2 separate regions of the Hordeum vulgare genome follow, and region 2 is linked to region 1. A link is a contact called in public Hi-C data. All regions are on one chromosome and are shown on one strand. The core of a region is the stretch at or near the end of the contact, and the rest is flanking DNA. Distances in the headings are between cores, read along the strand shown. Region 1 holds the start of LOC123447590 (ATP-dependent DNA helicase DDM1-like). Region 2 holds the start of LOC123447595 (glucan endo-1,3-beta-glucosidase 7-like).

Region 1 (7,051 bases), core at 1,918-4,417:
TTACCATTGCTATCTTCATACAACTTGCCATTAGTACCACGGAATGCTAGATTATGCTTGGCAAGAAATTTCACAATGCAAACAATTCTGAATAATACCTTTCTCCAATGGTCCTTCTCTTTCTCAAGTTGTCGTTGAGCTGTTTTATCAATAGTTTGATGTTTTTCCAATCTACTGTGCAACTCATACCAATTAGTCATACTCAAAACATGATCCCCACTTGTCTCATGGTCTTTTAGTCTATTGGTCATATGTGACCAATCATTACAGCCCTCATTTGCCAATTGACCTTTCTGATGACTTTTTCTAAATAACTTACAAGCAAAGCAAAAGACTCTATCAAGTTGTTTAGAATAGACAAGCCAGTCTCTATCACAACACTCTCCATTTGATAGAAATCTAGTATAGAATAATGCGGTAAACCTTTTACGATATCTATCTTTAGGACCTTTCTTAATTGAATTGTCTCTTTTTGGACCCTTTTGTGCTAAGATATCAATCTGTTTAGAATCAAGAGAATTCCAGTTTCTTGGATCAAATATATCAGACTTAAAAGAATCATCAACATCCTCACGAGGTGAACTATTCAAGTTTACATCAATATGATCTTCCTCTACCTCCATATTATCTGTCTCTGTCTGACCATCTCTATCATCATTGTAAGGAACAATTGCAAGTGCAAGGGTAGAATGATCAACAGACTGATTACCGGATAACACTTGCGGTGGTTTTTTACTAACACATTTGTCCATGTCGCCTTTATAAGATTTATTAATTAAATTTTGTTCTTCTGCTTTTTTCTTGCGCTTATAGGCACCAGACTGATGTTTCCCCATGATGACTCAAATCTATATTATTGAAATACAATATTAAAAAGATGAATAAAATGAAATTGAAGTTATACAGTAGCATGATGGCACTTAGACGAATTGTCTAACTCACCTAGTTTTGGGTCCTGCACGGATGAACTGGGATCGATCCGACGAGACGACGAGTCTCGGCGGCGGCCTGAATCGGATCGCGGGATCGATCTGATGAACAGATGAACTGATCAGTGATGATGCAAACGACGAAGGCGACGAGCACCTGAGTACCTGACGACGAGATATTATTTTCTTACCGAAGCCTGATGCTGATGGGAAAACGTTTTGGCGACGGCGACTCGGCGAACTGCGAGCACGAGACGGCGAGCCGCGAGCACCAGTTCCTCACGTTTCGAGATCACGTGTTTTGGCGAGCGATCTCCTGTTTTGGCGAGCGACACGGGCGAGGCGGCGAGCGATCGCTGGATCACGGCGTCGTGCCTCGATCGATCGTATTATCGTAGCACTGTACGACTGTAGCTAACATAGGCCCAGGTCGCTCGAGGCTCTGTGCGGGCGCTCACTGGCCCACTGGCCCAGGCGACAGGCGCAGGCGGCAAGCGCCCAGGTCGCTCGCTCGATTTCCCAGCTCGCTCGAGGAGCCTACGGCCTACGGCGCGGTTGGCATGCTCAGATCGATCGCACGCCCACGACGCCCACGTCCAACCGATTTTTCTTTATATACAACTATATCTATATACATATATATATATATATTTTTTGGGGCCCCCAAAATCGTGGGCCCTGTGCGGGCTGCACATGTGGCACCACTGTGGGCCCGGGCCTGCCTATTGCCATTGATGGAACTAAAGAGTAAAGGGAGCTACAGGAGGGATATGGGAACGAGGAAGAAGATGGCTCTAATGACCCGTGCAATAGTGAGAACGAGTTCCCGCTTAGGACTGTGCTTTTTTCGGTGTGTCAAACACAACTAAGGTTAAAATAGATCAGGATCAGAAAGTTCAGGATACAAACTTCAGGGATTTAAAGGCGAGGGTTCCTCACCTTCTACAACGTGACGGTTTATTCGAGACTTTACTCTGGTTCGCCTCTCACGATAAAAACGGTTCACGAGCGTGGGGTTCTGGTGATGTAAAAAGAGGTACATTTTGATCATGTATAATTTACTCGAAGGTCAATTTGGTAGCGGATCAGGGTTTTGATGCTTCAAACAAAAGACGCGCACGTGATAGCAGCATGGCACATCGGCACGGGAACCCATGGATCATTAGCAGAGTACAGTACATCGGATTGTTTTTTTTACCGCAAGACCATACACACGGTGGCGACCACGAGCCGACCTGCCATAGATCCTGGCTTTTCCGAGCCCTTTCCCAACGGTCAAAAACATAACTCCGGCCCGGCGCAGCCACCGAAGAAAACAAAATTTCATCAAACAATTCGAACGCCCAGCCAATGCCGTGCTACCGCAGCAGCAGCACAAGGCCCGCACAACCCGCGCCCCCCCCCATCCACGCACACACCCGTTCCACCGCAGACCAGCACAACCTTCACACCCGGCCCCATCACGCAGTGACACGCGGTCCACCAGACCGTGTCCATCCGAACAAAGACGGGTCGGTTCGTGCCGTCCCCTCGCTCTGCAAACCGCAGGGATCGAGGCAGTCCGCAGCGGGGGCCCGCCTCCCGTTTCCCGGGCCACTTTCCCGAACCCACCGAGATCTACAGCCCGACAGGTGGGGCCGGCACCCAGGCTGGCCCAGACGTCAGCCGCGTGCTGACCACGATCCCGTCGGTCAAGCGAGCGAGAGAGAGAAGCCCCGGCCGCCTCCCCGTATTTTCAAACTTCGAACGGCCGCCCGCAGCGCGCGAATTTACCAGGATGCCCCTCGTGGCAGAGCCGGGCAAACGAGAGGGGGGATGCCACTGGTGGGTGGCAGTCCCGTGAATCTCTCTCTCCACGAGGGCATGGAGTTTCCCTAAACCCTCCCTCGGTTTCCCGCCTGAAACCCTCGCTATCGGCGCCACCACCCACCCCTCCCACCTGCGCAGACCGGTTCCCCCGTGGACCAGCGCGAGACCTATGGCTCGGCCCACCGCTCAGTGACCAGTGTCCACCGAACCGGGTCTATGTAAAAACAAACGTCCGTACCACCCCACTCTGCAGGGTTCCAGAGCCCATGCCCCCATTCCCCTGGCCACCTTCCCGATTCACCGCGACGTGCTTGAGTATTCCTCACCGACGTGTGGGGTCAGGAGTGTTGTGGACCCGAACGTCAGTGGCAGGTCCTGGCCCAGCGCGCCGTGCTTGTATCTCGGCGAGGGAGGAGCCCCACCCTACTCCCCCTCAGTAAAAACGCGCACAGCATCCTCCGGAAGCGCTCCTTCCTCCGTCGCCGCCGCCACTCCCTCTGGTCTCCACCACCGCCGCTCGCCGCCAACTCCGCCGCAGCAGGGACTGCTGCATGACGCCTCGGCCCCACCGACACTCGGCGACGTCGCCGCCTGTTGCCGCCGCGGCCGAGATGGTGGTCGCCAGGGCGAATGGGGCGAAGAGGGAAGCAGCCGCCGCCGCCGCCGCCGCCAACACCACCGCTGCCGCCGACGCCGACCCAGATTCTCCTATCTCCGTTCTGGGGGAAGAGGTGATCCGCTATTAAAACCTTCCGATTTAATAGAGATGTCTAGGTGCATTCCGTTTCCTATTTCCCCCTTTTTCCCCATTGAAAAAAAACATCCCCTTTCGTTTCGTCGATGCGATTTGTGTATCTTGCTTGTTCCGGTTCTCGATCCATTGGCCTGAATCTGATTATGTTGTGCAAAAATAGAAAATGTCCGGATCCAAGGATGGGAAAGCTGGCGAGCTCAAGGCCAACGGTGGCGAGGCGCATCCCATCGACGGGGCGCTGAAGGCTGAAGAACTGCTGCTCAACTCTGTCAAAGAGGAGACATCGTTTGAGCTCGTGGCCAAGAACGGCGATACCTCTTTAATCACAGAGGTGATGACCAAGGAGGAAGAGGAGATGTATCAGGCCCGGATTAAGTTAGAGGAGGAAGAGGAGGCCAGAAAGAGAGAGGAGGCCGCGAGGCAGGCCTTTGACCCAAAGGCAAAGTTCAACAAGCTGGATGAGCTGCTGACACAGACACAGCTCTATTCTGAATTCTTGCTTGAGAAGATGGAGCAGATCACAGATGTACGCGCCCCCTTACTCTTTGATGACCATTTTTGGTCTCTTGCTAGTTATTTTCCCTTGTTTGCTAACAATGGTGGTGTGGCCTGTAGGTTAAGCCGACTGCTGTTGAAATTAAAGACGAGGAGGAACCCGTGGAAGAGCAAAAGAAAGGACGTGGCAAAAAGAGGAAAGCGGCCAAGGCACAGTACAATGACGTGAGTTCAGACTTCTAGATCCTCTGCTTCATAAATACAGTTTTACTATGTATGCTTTGGTTGTCGTCTAGATTATGCAAATGTCCTGTCTGTCATACACTATCGCTTCCTGCAGTATGATATGTTAGTCCGTCCGGATTACCTGTTCAATGGGTTTAAGATTAGGAAAAAGGCGTGTTGCTGCTTGAATGATTCTAGATGGGGGTGCTTGATATCATAATGTCCACTCATCAACGTTTCCTGGCTTCCTTTTCATCAGTAGCATCCTTCTTACTGAAAGCACGCAAATCTCTTATTTAAAAGGGTTGTTCAAGATTTGTTGCAGCATAGCTAGAGTTGTTTACACATTGGAATACTGTTCCACGGTTTAAATTACTTTGACATGGACTTGTTGATTTCAGTTGAATACCATTCATTTTATTATTTTCCTGGAGATGACACATCATTCTGAGTGGATAATTTGTTCTATCGTTAGTTAGAAAAATATATAGGAAAAACAATTCATGTTCATCGATTAGACCTTATGTTGTGTCTGACTACTGATGATGAAATGTTGTTCAGAAGAAGGCTAAAACTGCAGTGGCAGCCATGCTTACAAGATCTCGTGAAGATCGTTCTGCTGATGATGGTACTCTCACGGAAGAAGAAAAGTGGGAAAGAGAGCAAGCCAATCTTGTTCCATTGTTGACTGGGGGAAAGTTGAAATCTTACCAGATAAAGGGTGTTAAGTGGCTAATATCACTGTGGCAAAATGGGCTGAATGGGATACTTGCTGATCAAATGGGCCTTGGGAAAACAATCCAGACAATTGCATTTCTTGCTCATCTTAAAGGGAATGGTCTGCATGGTCCATACATGGTTATTGCTCCCCTTTCCACCCTGTCAAACTGGTTGAACGAGTTAATGAGGTAAAGCATCCATAGTTGTGATCCACTGTGTTTAGTTTGTTTGGTAGCTTATGTGGAATACTTGATTTCAGGTTCACTCCATCTCTAAATGGTCTGATTTATCATGGAGATAAAGCTGCTCGGACAGAGCTAAGGAGAAAATACATGCCCAAAACTGTTGGTCCTGATTTTCCGATAATAATCACTTCATATGAGATGGCCATGTTTGATGCAAAGTTTCTTGCTAATTATAAGTGGAAGTATGTTGTTGTAGATGAGGTAATTGAATATCACATGATCTGAATTATTGTCCTTTTATATTTCTCTCTCTTCCACATGTATTTATATGTTGGCCGGATTATTTTTGTTGCAGGGGCATCGGTTGAAAAATACGAAGTGCAAATTACTGAGGGAGTTGAGGCGCATTCCAATGGATAACAAGCTCCTTTTGACTGGAACACCTCTTCAGAATAATCTAGCAGAGCTGTGGTCGCTATTGAACTTCATTTTGCCAGATATATTCTCATCCCATGAGGAATTTGAGTCATGGTATGAACCATTGCCTACCATTTACTGCCATTTTTGTTCATTAGTCTTTGTATCCTTGAATTACTTTTATTTCCAGTTAACTAATTTCTGTCCCATGGTCTTTTGTTTGCCTTTTATAGTTATATTGTTGTAATTATATAAGTTACTGGATTACCCAATGTAACATTTGTCTAGCTTTCAAAAGGTTTAGCTTTCTAACTGCCTGAATGATGTACTGATAGTCAATAAATATATGTATCTAACTGAACATATATGGCATTTGTCAGGATTCTTGGAAGTATCAATGTTTGATCCTTACATATAATGGTTCAATGCAAACGAAGCTGTTAAATTTAATTAGTCGAGATATCAATTTCCCAGTACAAGCTAAACTGTAGTAATCTGGCAGGGGCACCACCCATTTATTAAGAAGAATATATAAATTGCTGGGCACAATGGTGGCATTGTGGGCCAGGACAATTACAACCCTCACGGATTACTCCCAAAAACGAGGGATTACCATAGGCCACAGTGGGCACCACCAGGGCTCTGGCTGATTCCCTCATGCTCCAGAGCAGCCATTTCTTGTTATCCAGCTCTGTATACGGTTTTGTAGATCCTAAGGAGCTTTATTTGATGAGCATCTGCAATGGCAGACACATGTTATGACATTTCATCTTCCTGATTTATGTTGAGTACCTGACACAGAAATGCCATGTCTGTTAATTTGTGTATTTAAATTTTGGTTGAATTTTATATTGTTCTATTTTTATGTTGTCTGTTAATATGTTCCGTTTGCTCGGATGTATAGCGATGGATAAATTAATATGGATTAATTATTTATAACTATTCAGATGGTCCCTAAACATGTGATGTTTTTGTTATACAGATAGTGAATTTTCTTCTTGAGTACTTTATGTATAATTGTATTAATATTGCCATCCGCTGATGGTAATTGTTTTACAGGTTTGATTTTTCTGCGAAGGCTGATGAGGGACTAGAGGAAGAAACTGATGAGAAGAAGAGAGTCCTTATTGTCTCAAAGCTTCATGCTATTTTGCGCCCTTTCCTTTTAAGGCGGATGAAGGAGAATGTAGAACACATGCTTCCACGAAAGAAAGAGATAATCATATATGCTAACATGACTGAACATCAGAAGCAAATCCAGAGTCACTTGATTGAGGAGACATTTGACGACTACTTGCATGAGAGTGCAGATATTGGTATGCATGTCTCATGCATGTCTTCCTGCATACTTGTATAGTCCAATCTGTGCAGAAGAAAATAATATTCTAATCTGACACGTTTCTGCTTTATTGTAGTTTTGCGAAGGCCCGGCATCAAAACAAAGCTAAATAATCTACTCATTCAGCTGAGAAAAAATTGTGGCCACCCTGATCTTTTCCATTCTGCTTTTGACTCAA
Region 2 (7,051 bases), core at 2,819-5,318, 250 kb after region 1:
ATAGATTGATTGGGTGGAAAGCAACTTGGGGAGGATAGAAATCAAGATTCATATGGTAGGAATGGAATATCTTGGTCTCAACACATGAGTAGGCGGCTCTCTCTCAGAAAAATGGATGGGGCAAGTGTTGGTTCATTCTGATTGCTTACTCTGCGAATGAGAGGCTGGTGAAGGGGTATATATAGGCATCTCCAAAAATCCAACCATTACAACATTCTTGCCCAACTCAGTGAAACCGAAGTAAAAAACTTGGTTGCACCGACTAGTGCAAAATGTGGCAACTTTTAGCGTTTAGGTGAGACCGATATATGAATCTCGGAGGGTCCGATTTTGCCTGGCCTAGGCAGTTACCACACTCGGTGGCACCAATTTGCGAAACTCAGAAATTACAATTCTAGAAAATGGCTAACCACGAAGTTGGTTAATGTTTTTCGGTTAGACCAAAACCAAACTTGGTGATACCGAGGTTCTAAGGTAAATTTGGTGGGGCCGATTTGGAAATATTAGTGGCACTGAATTTGACTTTGTGGTTTGGACATAATATTTGTGGGGTCATTTCATGAGTATTTTTGGTGGCTAATCTCTAAGCACTTGAGCAATGAGATCATCATAGTCACCTCATCCCCTTTTAATAGTATTGGCTTTCATATGGACTCAAATGTGATTTCTCACAAGATATAAAATGTAGAGTCTTCAATCTTGTTGCCAATAGATGTTCCTTTCATCTAGGGGTTCTCCTCACAATCCTTAGCCAAATCATCATTGAACTTTTCCTCAAATATACAGATAGGATCATTAGTCCAATGACATATATGTTGTTATTAATTACTAAAACCAGCTGGGGATAAGTTGTGCTTTCAAAGAGCTAGATGGGATCTGGCCCAACAACACGACGTAGTGGTGGTTGTGGCGGAGGGCTTCACCACGCGCTATAGAGGAGGAAGTGCGGGGAGAGGGAGGGAAACCGCTAAGTGTTGGGGTTGGGTTGCGCCCTGACCCTCCCCTCTATTTATAGGGGTGTGGGAGGCCCGACCAGCCTTAGCTCCCCTCCCCAAGGCTTGGGGGCGGCGACCAAGGGGGTGCCTTTCCCTCCAAGGCTAGGGGCGCCCCCACCCTTAGGATTTCCCCTTCCTTGTAACATGGGCCTTGGGGGCTGGTGCGCCTGGCCCATGTAGACCAAGGCACCCCTTTCATCCCACATAAGCCTCCAAGACATGTGTGACCCACTTGTGCCCCCCGAAACCCTTCTAGACACCCGACACAATGTCAGTAAATTCGTGAACCTTTTTGAAACCCCGAAAAACCACTTTTCATATATGATTCTTTACCCCCGAGACCATTCCAGAGCTCCACGTGATATCCTGGATCTCATACGTGACTCCGAACAATATTTGGTCTCACCATTATGAATATTCCATTACTACCCTAGCGTTACCAAACATTAAGTGTGTGACTCTACGGGTTTGAGAACATGCACACATGATCGAGACACCTTTTCGACCAACAATCAACAGCGGGACCTCGATGCTCATAAGGACTCCCAGTCTATGACATATTCAACGAATATCTTTATCGATTTGAAGCACAATGTCAAGGATTCATATAATCTCGTATACAATTCCCTTCGTGTGATGATATGTCTACTTTTCTGAGATTCGATCGTCGGTATCACCATACCTAGTTCAATCTCGTTACCGATAAGTGTCTTTACTCATTCCATAATACAATACTCTAGTGACTAAACACATTACGCACATGCTTGCAAGCTACTTAGGATTTTGTACTACCGAGAGGACCCAGAGATATCTCTCCGTCACATGGAGTGACTAATCTTAGTCTCGATCCATGCAATCCAACAAATAATTTCTAAGATATCTCAAGAGCACCTTCATGATCATCCAGTTACGAAGTGATGCTTGACACCCACAAAGTATACTTCCGGCATTAGGGAGTGGCACAATCTCATGGTCGAACGAACAAGTACTTGAGATTAAAAAAAGTTGTAGCAAATAAAACTAAGTGACACGATCAAATGAAAGCTCGCGATTGGGTATGTCCATCACATCATTCTTCTAATGATGTGATGTGATCCCGTTATCAAATGAAAACTCATATATATGGTTAAAAAATCTTAATCATCTTTTTGATCAACGAGTTAGTCAAGTAGATGCTTACTAGAAACGTGGTGTTTGTTTATATAACCACACATGTATTTGAGTTTCTGATTAGTGCAATTATAGCATGAAGAATAAACACACTGTTCCCCACGCTCGCCCGCCTTTTTCGCCCTCCCTGTCGATGTGCCCTTGTCGTTCCCGCCGTAGGAGGCGGCCCCGCAACTACAGTCTGAGGCGCCGCAAACCCCCTTCATCGACAATCTGCTCACCACGTCGAAGCTTGGCTCCGCCTTCGCCGACATCCCCGACGACGGCCAATGACGCTACAGCGAGTTCCCTGCGACGTCAAGAAGGGCAAGGTCGAGCGTGTGCACTTTTCCAAGGACGCGGCGTGCTGCAACTCCGCCACGACGATCTGTAGATAGGAGCCGCACGAACCCCGGACATGAAGACCCAATTGTAATTTAGATTACACTTTTATTAGAGGGGTTTATATAATTTTACGAAAATATTTTTTACAAAATCTCTACCTAATAATAAAGCAAATAGTGTTTCTGTCGTCCGTCATAAAATTGTCCTCAAAGTTGATCTAAATTACCCACCATGCCACCAGTAAGTTAAAAAAATGATTCGCTTTACTTTCTTAAGTTGCCGTCTACTGTAGGTTATTAAAAGCTGGCCCAAGTACTATTGTAGCACGAACCGAACTAGCGTAGTTCGAGTCGTGTTGTCGCTTCTTTCTGCTTCTCCTCTTTTTCAGCTTTCTTTCTCTAAATTTTCATTGGCGTGAAATAAAATTGACTCGCCCAGGCGTCGTTGATTTGATGTGCTATACAATGTTGCAGTTTCAGCCCAGTTACTTTAAATTGACTCGCCTTTGAATTATTTTTTATCTTTATTTTGCTTTTGACAGATTCAAATGCTTAAAAAATCACATCTTTTAAATCATAACGCTAATTTAGACATACTATATGTGAAAACATTCAAGAAATGTATAGATTTAAAATATGCTATAATCCCGCATGTTAATGATTCTATATTACATTTATGATGCATCTTTGATTAATATATTTTTATATGATGTATTTTAAAAATGCCTATTATATCCATCCATTTAAATTGACTAGATAGAATAGTTTGACACTCATAAAATCTATTATTGACATGACAAGGAATGTATATGCTAAAGGTTGTAACAAACACATAATGATCCTCTTTATTTCACTCAATGCAAAATAACCAACTCATGATGTACACTAAACTACTGATATAAACTTTATGTAAACCAATGGCTCAATGATGATTCTTATATCATTTGAAATTGTGCTGATAACGATTTATTTAAGAATATCAATGCTATATGCGACCTTGAATATCCGTTATGCATGTCCTTATAAGTTGATTATTTTCGATGAAGAAACCTAATATGTGATCTTATGCGCACGATATCATTGAGTACTAAATTGTACTTTGCTACTTGTGGCCTACTATCCTATTTATTGCGCATCATTGAGGAAGAACGCCAACAAACAATTGACCTTATATAGGAACCTAGGTATATGTTTTTGACTAATAAACTATTAGAACACACTTTAATACACTTAAAAAATGATTCCATTTTTATGTGTTTGCGCAACACCACTTATTATGTTATATTCAGCGATGTGATCGAGTGTGTATAAGGGTTATTATTTTTTTCTGCCGTTGCAACGCACGAGCACATTTGCTTCTGTACTAACGGAAGAAAAGTCATCCTGTAAAAACATGAAGGAAAAAAAAACGTTTTGCCGATTTTGGGGTACGATATTTTAAGGCGTCCAGCATATGCCGTGAACCGAATCCCCGATCCCGCCCCGCGCAGCAACCCTGGCCGTCGGATCCCTGCGCCCCTCCATGGGCCACCTCACCCACTCGGCTCACGTACTTCAAATCAGCCGGCTCGCCTCCTTCCTTCCTCCTTCCCCGTCCGTCTGGAAGCTTTCTTTCCTTTTCTGCAGTAGACGGGGGAGCGGGCCGGCTTTAGCGCTTTGCTTGCTCCCTCTTTCTCCCTCCCTCCCTCCCTCCCTCCTCCTCTTTCCAGCCTTATTATTGAAAGAGCGGGCGCGAGAGAGAGAGAGAGAGCCCACCGCACCGCACCGCACCGCAGCGCGTCTTCCTTTCTCCTCCTCGCTAAGCAACTCGCCTCACCTCAGCTCACATCATCCGGGGTAGTAGTGCCACTGCCACTGCCACACCACCACTAGTTAAACCGCCGCCTTGAGCCGGTCCGAGGGAAGCCAGGTGAGTGCGCAGCCACAAGGCAGCAGGTAGCCGTACGAGGAAGCGGGCACAAGGGACAAGAAGAGCTCGATCGGCGATGGCGCTGCTTCCTCCTCCTCTCCTCCTGCTGGGGTTCTTGCTGCTCGTCCAGGCCCCTTCTGCTGGTATGGTTATGGTCTCCCGATCTTCGGCTCTGTCGGTTACGTCTGCATGCATCCGGTTCTTTCCTTTGCTCTCCGGGCAATCTGAAGAATTATGTTCCCTTCTTGCCGTTGAGGTGTTTGGACTTTGGAACCTTCTTCTCGCTTTCTTTTATCATTTGTTGTTATGCTCTTTCGAGCTCTGTGCCAGTCGAGCACATCTGCACATGTCCAAACATTTGATTCCTTACTTCTTCCCTGCCACTGGAACATCATCATCACCATCATCATAACCTCAAGGAGAAAACATAAATAAATATATCAAATCGTACTAGTGTACCTTTTCTTCCTCTTCTTCTTCTTCTTCCTGGAATGGAATTCAAATCGCAGGGTAACTAAATAAGTAGTAACTGACGTCCCTCTCGCGTAGGTTCTTCAGCCGAAAGTGGCGTCCGTCCTCTTCGTGTCGACATGGTTCCGTTTTCAGCTCGGGAGAGAATGTGGGCGACAGTGAAATGAACCTACTTACATCTGTAGAAAACAACGGCGTCTGCATTCTCAACCGAGCAACATAAACACCTTTTTATAAAAAATACATCCAATCATGCACGCGCACTCGTGATAAAATCGTAGTCGCTCATCGTGTCGTTGTAAAGCAGAACTTGTGAGGGTGACTTGCCGCGCCGTGCGTGCAGCGACACCGTGCGCCTGACACGGTTTATTTTGAATCCCGCAGAATTTCTCGCGCTCTTCACAAATTTACTTACGGTGCAGTAACGTTAGTAAGTACTGTAGATTTTGCCAAGTGCTATACTCCATCGTTTGTTGAGTTAACGCTGGTCACGTGTCTGCCCTGCAGCGCCGCAGACCTTCATCGGCATCAACTACGGCGACATCGCCGACAACCTGCCGCCGCCGGCGTCGACGGCGCGGCTCCTCAAGTCCACCACCATCGGCAAGGTGCGCCTCTACAGGACCGACCCGGCCGTGGTGGCCGCCTTCGCCGGCACGGGCATCTCGCTGCTCCTCGGCGCCGCCAACGGCGACATCCCCTCCTTCGCCTCCTCGCCGTCGGCCGCGGCCGCCTGGGTCGCCGCGCACCTCCCGTCGTCCACGTCGCCCGCCGTCAACGGCATCTCTGTGGGCAACGAGGTGCTCTACTCCGGCGACGCCACGCTCATCTCGCAGCTGGTCCCGGCGCTGCAGAACATCTACGACGCCCTGCCGGCCAACTCCGGCATCAAGGTGTCGACCGTGAACGCCATGGACGTGCTGGCGTCGTCGGACCCGCCGTCGTCGGGCGCGTTCAAGCCGGAGCTGTCCGCCGCGCTGGACCCGCTCCTGGCCTTCCTCAGCAAGACGGGCTCACCGTTCCTCGTCAACCCCTACCCCTACTTCGCGTACCAGGACGACCCGCGGCCGGACACGCTGGCCTTCTGCCTCTTCCAGCCCAACGCCGGCCGGCCGGACGCCGGGTCCGGGCTGACCTACACAAGCATGTTCGACGCGCAGGTGGACGCCGTGCGCGCCGCGCTGGACGCCAAGGGGTACAAGGACGTGGAGGTGGTGGTGGCCGAGACCGGGTGGCCGCACTCCGGCGGCACCGACGAGGCCGGCGCCTCCGTGGAGAACGCGCACGCCTTCGTCTCCAACCTCGTCTCCCACCTCCGGTCCATGGTCGGCACGCCGCGGATGCCCGGCAAGTCCGTCGACACCTACCTCTTCGCCGTGTACGACGAGGACCTCAAGCCCGGCAAGGCGTCGGAGAAGTCCTTCGGGCTGTTCCAGACCACGCTCACCGAGACGTACCCGACGGGGCTGCTGAGGAACGGCACCGCCGGCCTGGCGCCGGCTCCAGCACCGACCGTGCGGCCGGCGAGCCCCCCGCCGGCGATACCGCAGGTGGGTCACACATCCATCGCTCTTGTGGTCACGTTTGTTTGAACTTTGAAGTTTCCTGTGAACTTACAGTGAGCTCTCGTCTCGCTTCCGCTGGTGCAGGTGACTCCGGTGCAGCCACAGCCAAGCGGGTCGGCAGCGGCGACGTCGCCGCCTCGTCATGCTCGTAGCGCTGCTGAATCGCCTCGCACCATCTCGGCGCTCCGTCTGCTTGCTTGTTTCTTGTTCATGTCTCTGATGGTCTGACCTTCCTTTTCTGTACCCAATCTCTGGAATGTGTGTCGACTGTCAAAGGCAACTTGTGTTGTGCTGGTATGTGGTTTCTTTTGCATTGTCCAATGGTGCGACTCAGAAATGACGTGAACAAATATATTTGTTTCATAATTAGTTGGCAGCGTCAGTTTGTTAAAGAAAGAAACAGCGTGCCAACATCAAAGACGACGCATGGGACAAACTGAGAGCCATATCATAAAAAGAATGATCAGCCAAACCATACAGAAGTTGCAGTTTGTTGGCGTACAAAAAGTAAATATACCAACCATGTGCAAGGAAAACATACAGGCCAGGCCGTACACACTGGGCAAATGAATGACAAGAGAAACAACAATCTGCAGGCAAAACCTAAGGCTTCAGAAG

Evidence for each region. Hi-C and Micro-C count contacts between places; a contact is called where the count stands out from the background.
Region 2: a contact with region 1 is called in a Hi-C map of seedling, with 4 times the contacts expected there. The contact joins the promoter of LOC123447595 here to the promoter of LOC123447590 in region 1. A contact is called at or near these places in 4 of 6 Hi-C or Micro-C datasets (leaf and seedling) and 1 of 1 datasets of contacts at active chromatin or transcription factors (embryo).

What each region holds. Positions count from the first base shown.
Region 1 is chr4H:22,161,878-22,168,928 of MorexV3_pseudomolecules_assembly, forward strand. It overlaps LOC123447590 (ATP-dependent DNA helicase DDM1-like), which reads left to right and starts at 3,168. Exons shown (of 14, transcript XM_045124200.1): 1 at 3,168-3,469; 2 at 3,653-4,018; 3 at 4,108-4,212; 4 at 4,774-5,120; 5 at 5,192-5,378; 6 at 5,473-5,648; 7 at 6,594-6,850; 8 at 6,950-7,051. The coding sequence starts at 3,290.
Region 2 is chr4H:22,411,538-22,418,588 of MorexV3_pseudomolecules_assembly, forward strand. LOC123447595 (glucan endo-1,3-beta-glucosidase 7-like) reads left to right here and starts at 4,069. Exons shown (of 3, transcript XM_045124205.1): 1 at 4,069-4,540; 2 at 5,376-6,418; 3 at 6,518-6,802. The coding sequence starts at 4,474. The coding sequence ends at 6,661. It overlaps LOC123447594 (cyclase-associated protein 1), which reads right to left. Exons shown (of 10, transcript XM_045124204.1): 10 at 6,861-7,051.